Regions from separate parts of the Sus scrofa genome. Here region 2 is linked to region 1. Evidence: chromatin contacts called from public Hi-C data. All regions are on one chromosome and are shown on one strand. Each heading gives the region's core, a stretch centred on a gene start, on an enhancer-like site or on the middle of the called end of the contact. The rest is flanking DNA. Distances are from core to core; before and after follow the strand shown. Region 1 holds the start of ALDH1L1 (aldehyde dehydrogenase 1 family member L1). Region 2 holds the start of KLF15 (Kruppel like factor 15).

Region 1 (2,700 bases), core at 74-2,573:
ACCCTTGCTGCCCAGGGCGCTGTGGGGCTGCATGGCATCTGAGGTCCGTTGCGCCACCCAGGACTCCTGCCCCAGTGCCCAGCTGCCAGCCCCTGGTGGCTGGTGGAGCTGCTGCTCAGGGCAGTGGCTGAGCGGGGCCCATGGGGGATGCAGCCCTAGGAGGGGCAGGGGCTCTGCTGAGCTGGCCATCCAGCCACAAGTCTTCTGTCCTCTGTTGCCCTTTGCTTGGGCACCGGGAGTGGGCACATCTGTCCCTCCCACAGTCCCTGGAGTCACGCTTATCCATGGTCTTTTCCATGGTCTTGGGTCATGGTCTTGGGGACAGGCCACTGTGCAGCTGCCTAGACCACCTGAGCCTTTAGACTCGGGTTCAACCGTGTGGAATCGCCCTCATCTCAGCCTCCATCTCCTTCTCCAAAAGGGACTGTTCCCAAGGCCATCCTGGAGGTTAATGCCAGCTCCAGACAGCCTCCTCTGCCTAAGGTAGTGTGCAGTCTCATGTCACACTGGAGCAATCTTGTCAGGTAAGCGGCTATTATTTTATCACCCCTCCCAATCTTAGGAACTAAGATTCAGAGCCTAAGGAACTTGCACGATTTCATGGAGAAACAGGGGAGCGGGAAGAAGACAGTGGGAGTAAACATAATTCTGTCTCCTATACCTGGGGGAATCCCTGCCTCCCCCAGGCAGGTGGCAGGTGAGGGGTCTGCACAGGTGCCCCCGAGGGCCGGATCCGAGTAGCCTGAGTAGCGCAACCCCCAAAACAGGTGGCCGGGCTGTGGCTCTGCATCCTGCTCTCAGAGCCAGGATCACGCCAGGGGGCTGGAGCGCTCCAATCACAAGAGGTCCTCGTGCCCGGCCCCCAGATTTGGCCAATCAGGGGGGACCACTCCCAGTCCCAGAATGGGGTGAGGACCTTAGTGGGCTAGTAGACGGTGCAGGGGGATAGGCTGTCCCTCCACCAAGGACCATCTAATCACCTTCCCCTTGTCCCTTTCCCTCTCGGAGCCTGTTTTCTCTTCTGAAATCGGGGCTGAAAAGCCCCCGGCTCTGGGAGGCGCCTCCCACCCCCCGCCCACTAGCACAGCGCTGTCCTCCACCCCTTCAGCCCCGCATCTCGGTCCTGCAGCCAGAGGACGCCCCAGGCTGGAGCCTTGACTGCCCCAAGGGGAACCCCGACTCTAGTCCCCGCGGCCAGATTCCCCCACCCCAGAAGCCCCTGGAGCCAGGGCAGCCTCCTTCCCCGGGACACCGGGGGCTTGGGGACTCACCACGCACCGGAGAAGGAGCACAGGCGTCACTGGCCAGAGCGGACTTCTGAGTCTGGGTCGGGCAGGGGACCTCGCTGACACAGGCTGGCCTGGGAGGCAGGGAGGCGGGGCCGCCCCTGCTAGTCCAGGAGCAATGGCCAAGGCCGGAGCCCGGGAGGGGAGGGGCGCCGAGCGGGTGGGGGTAGTCAAGCTGGGTCCTGGTGGGGAGGGCATGGGCTACAACCCTTTCCAGTATTCACAGGGCTTTGCAAAGGCCCTGGGGTTGTGAGTACCTGCAAGGCTGACTCAGAAGAGGCAACTCACCAGGCAGGTAATTTTATACCCCATTTCAAGTTGGGAACTTTCCCTGTTTGCTCCCCTTCTTCCTCAAGAGAAGCCCCGCTCCCTCCCCGCCCAGGACTGTACTCCTACCTAAGTCACTTCTTTTATTTTATTTTATTTTTTTTGTCTTTTTGCTTTTTCTAGGGCCGCTTCCCATGGCATATGGAGGTTCCCAGGCTAGGGGTCCAATCGGAGCTGTAGCCACTGGCCTATAACAAACAGCCACAGCAACGCCAGATCTGAACCACGCCTGCAACCTATACCACAGCTCAAGGCAACACTGGATCCTTAACCCACTGAGCAAGGCCAGGGATGGAACCTGCAACCTCATGGTTCCTATTCGGATTGGTTAACCACTGCGCCATGATGGGAACTAAGTCACTTCTTAAAGGCAGCTTTCCTAAACCACATGCCAGCTAGGACAGAGCCCCTCATCACATGGCTAAAGAAGGGCGTTTCATGGTCCTTCGAACCCTCTCAACCACAGTTTGATCACTGCTTCTGGGATGATCTGATTGACATATTTCCCCATTGGAACAGGAAAGCAAGAACTGTCTTAGTCCATGGGAATTCCCCAGTATCCAGTGCAGTGCCTTGGGTTCAATAAAAATTGTGGAATAAATGGCTGAATGTGAGGTGCCTGTGGTGGGAAATTCGTGGAGAACTCTGAAGTTGGAGGAGAGAAGGCTGAGAGGTGACACTGAAAGGATAACTTGGAGATCAGACAGCCCAAGCAGGTGTTAGGAAATCAGAGAAGAACCCATAGTCTTAAGGCAGTGTACAGAGAAGAGGGAAGTTTAAATCCAGCAGCACTGCCACCTGCAGTGACATGGAAGCAGAAAATGTGCAGGGAACTGGGCCATCTGACTTGTGTTGAAGGCACCTCCTGGCTTCTTCTTGCTGCTTATACTATAAGGTGAGAAGAGAGATAAGCCACAGGAGGACTGTTAAATAAAAAGGAAACAGAACTTGCTGGTTTTGAAATTTCCTTGCTTCTCCAAATCATAGTAATAATAATAATAATAATAATAATAATAATAATAATAGTAATAATGTATTGGGGAAATAAAATAAATAAATAAAAAGAAATTTCCTTGCTTCTCCAGAT
Region 2 (2,700 bases), core at 46-2,545, 96 kb after region 1:
GCTGTAGGGCGCCCGGCATAGCAGCACGTGGCACAGCAGGCTGCGTGCAGGGGGAGGGACGCCCTGTTCCGGGCACCGGTCCCCGGCCACGGCTGGACTCCGCCCCTACCCGGCCCGGCCAGGCCTGCTGTTTATCCTCCCGGGGACACAGCGGCTGCAGGAACAACATGTAATTGATAACAAGCCGAGCGCCGGCCAAGGGCCTTCCATTGGGTCAGCGTGCAAATCACGGGGGCAGCCGGCCGGGGCCGCTCTTCAAAATAAGAGTCTTTGCTCCCCCGCCGCCCCGCCGGTCCTAAAGTCATGAGCCTAGCGTCCTCGCACCTGTGGGGCGGCCGGTCTCCCCACGAGCCACCTGGCCCTTAGGGAGAAAGTGATCCGAGGGGCCCAGGCACTTGGGGATTTTGTCACGCCCGCGGACTGGGGGAGAAAACAACCTCTCCTTGGGGGGGAGGGGGGAGGGTCCACAGGGAACGGATCTTCTCCGCGGGCGGGGTGGACTCCCTGCTTTGCTAACGACGCAGGGGGTGCTACTTCGTGCCGTGTGACTGCGTGTGCGGGGCGTGGTGAGAGTCGGAGGAGGCGTCCGAGACACACTCGCGCGTGGGGCCGCGTGGTGCCCCCGCATGTGTGGGAACGTGCGCGAGAAGGGGAGGCGCGGGGAGCCTGGAGCGCCGCCCCGGGAGCACCGAGCCCTCGGCCCGCGCCCCCTCCCCCGGGCCGGCTGAGGTGACCGACAGTAACCCCTCCACCCCTCCCCGCCGCGCACCCGCCCGCCCGCAGGCCCCGCCGCGCCTGCCATATGGGAGGCCCGCTCTCGTCGCGCATACGGACACGCGCGGCAGGCGCCGAGGCAGCGGACTGACCCGTGCAGGGAAAGTGCGGCTGGGCACGTGGGGTCGCTCTGCCACCAGCTGTCCGCTCCTGGCCCAGCGCGGCGCTACCTTGCTCCTCCGACATTTCCTGGGACGCTCACGCGGATCCCAGGACAGCTGTGCGGGCGCCAGGCCTCGCGCCTAGAGGTTCGCCCGCGCCCCTCGCCCCCCCCGCGCCCCCCCACCCCCCGCCCCCCGGCAGCTCCCTGCGCGCCAGGCCGGCTCTCGGCGTATCCGGCCGCACCGTGCCGCTCCCACCTGAACTCGGCGCACGGCCGGCCGGCGGCCAGGCCCGGCGGTCCTGGGCCCCGCGGGCTGCTTTGGGGGCGGCGGCAGCGCGTCCTGCACCCGCTCGAGCTCGCCCGGGCCCGCGTTGCTGCGGCGGAGCCCCGCCGCCGCCGCTTGCTCCGCGCTCACTCTCCGGGCTCACGTGACGCGGCGGGCGCCGCGAAGGCTCGCAGGAGGCTCGGCCGTGGGCGCGCGCCCCATTGGTCCGAGACACGCGTCACGCGCCGCGCTCCGCCCATGGCCCCGCCCACGGCCCGCGGCCACCGGGACTCAGAGCCGCGCCCCCGGCCCCGCCCCCTCCTGGCTCACACCCTTTGCAGTGAACTCGCAGCGGTTGAGGTGTCTACTCCTTAAGTTCTAACCCAGGTGAGAACGTGGCACTGGCCTGGGCCTCGGAGAAGGGCCCACGAGGGGTTGGAGCGGCGGGGCAACCGCGGCCTCCCCAGCTCCCACCTACATCCCGCAGCGGGCCAACGGGTAAAGCGAGGATTTATCAGGGACGCTGCTGGAGAAACGAGGGCGCGCATTAGGTGAGCAGCCAGTCCCCTTGCCGGGCGTTCGCTGGGGTTGGCAGCAGTCTCCCCGGGAGACAGGAAGCGCAAGGCGCAGAGTGACCTGTCCAGGAGACAAGTGAACTGAGGGTGCCGCGCGCGCTGCGCGTCCTTTACCCACACCTATGGATTCTTGGCCAACAGTTTACAGATGAAGAGACAGACTCTTGAGGCTGCGGTGCTCCCAGATACAGCTGGTAAGGAGAGAGGGTGAGCAGGCATCTTCCAGACAACCAGAATGGTGGGCCGAGAGCTCATTCTATGGAGCTCACATCCTTTCCCTTCCTGGACGGGGAGGTGGAGAGCGTTTCTGTTCCTCCCCAGGACATTGCTAGGGAAGGGATTCATGGTCAGGACCTGTCCAGGCTCTCTGGAATGCCATGGGTCTGGGCCCTTAAGTCGGTGCCCGCGCTGGGCTCTGCCTCCGGCAGCCCCTCCCTGTACAGCCAGCAGTGCCAGGGAGGCAGCTCCTGCTGCCACCAGGAGCCTGAGGGGAGGAGACTGGTGATGAGGATGGTGATGACCCTGTCGGAAGCTTTCTTGTAATTCTCCTAAAAGTACACCCCCCAGGAGTTCCCGTTGTGGCTCAGTGGTTAACGAACCCGACTAGGAACCATGAGGTTGCGGGTTCGATCCCTGGCCTTGCTCAGTGGGTTAAGGATCCAGCGTTGCCGTGAGCTGTGGTGTAGGCTGAAGACACGGCTCGGATCTGGCATTGCTGTGGCTGTGGTGTAGGCCTGCAGCTATAGCTCTGATTCAACCCCTCGCCTGGGAACCTCCATATGCCACAGGTACAGTCCCCACCCCCCGAAAAAAACCAAAAATTCTGCCCAGCCTAATTCTGCTCAGCATTTCTGTTTCATTTTTCATTTTAATGAATCCTAGGAAATATGCCTCTTTTTCCTGTCTCTTCCCATCCTGTCCCTCCAGGTCTCTGTGCCCTTTCTCGCCTTCTCTGTGCCCCACAGACTCCTCTACACAGAGCG

Evidence for each region. A called contact is a pair of places that touch in the nucleus more often than the background predicts.
Region 2: a contact with region 1 is called in a Hi-C map of liver, with 2.0 times the contacts expected there. The contact joins the promoter of KLF15 here to the promoter of ALDH1L1 in region 1. A contact is called at or near these places in 1 of 5 promoter capture datasets (liver) and 5 of 47 Hi-C or Micro-C datasets (liver and skeletal muscle).

Annotation. Positions count from the first base shown.
Region 1 is chr7:53,793,377-53,796,076 of Sscrofa11.1, forward strand. It overlaps ALDH1L1 (aldehyde dehydrogenase 1 family member L1), which reads right to left and starts at 1,324. Exons shown (of 23, transcript NM_001244647.1): 1 at 1,272-1,324.
Region 2 is chr7:53,889,263-53,891,962 of Sscrofa11.1, forward strand. It overlaps KLF15 (Kruppel like factor 15), which reads right to left and starts at 1,296. Exons shown (of 3, transcript NM_001134349.2): 1 at 1,134-1,296. LOC102164647 (a long non-coding RNA gene) reads left to right here and starts at 1,387. Exons shown (of 3, transcript XR_002345796.1): 1 at 1,387-1,911.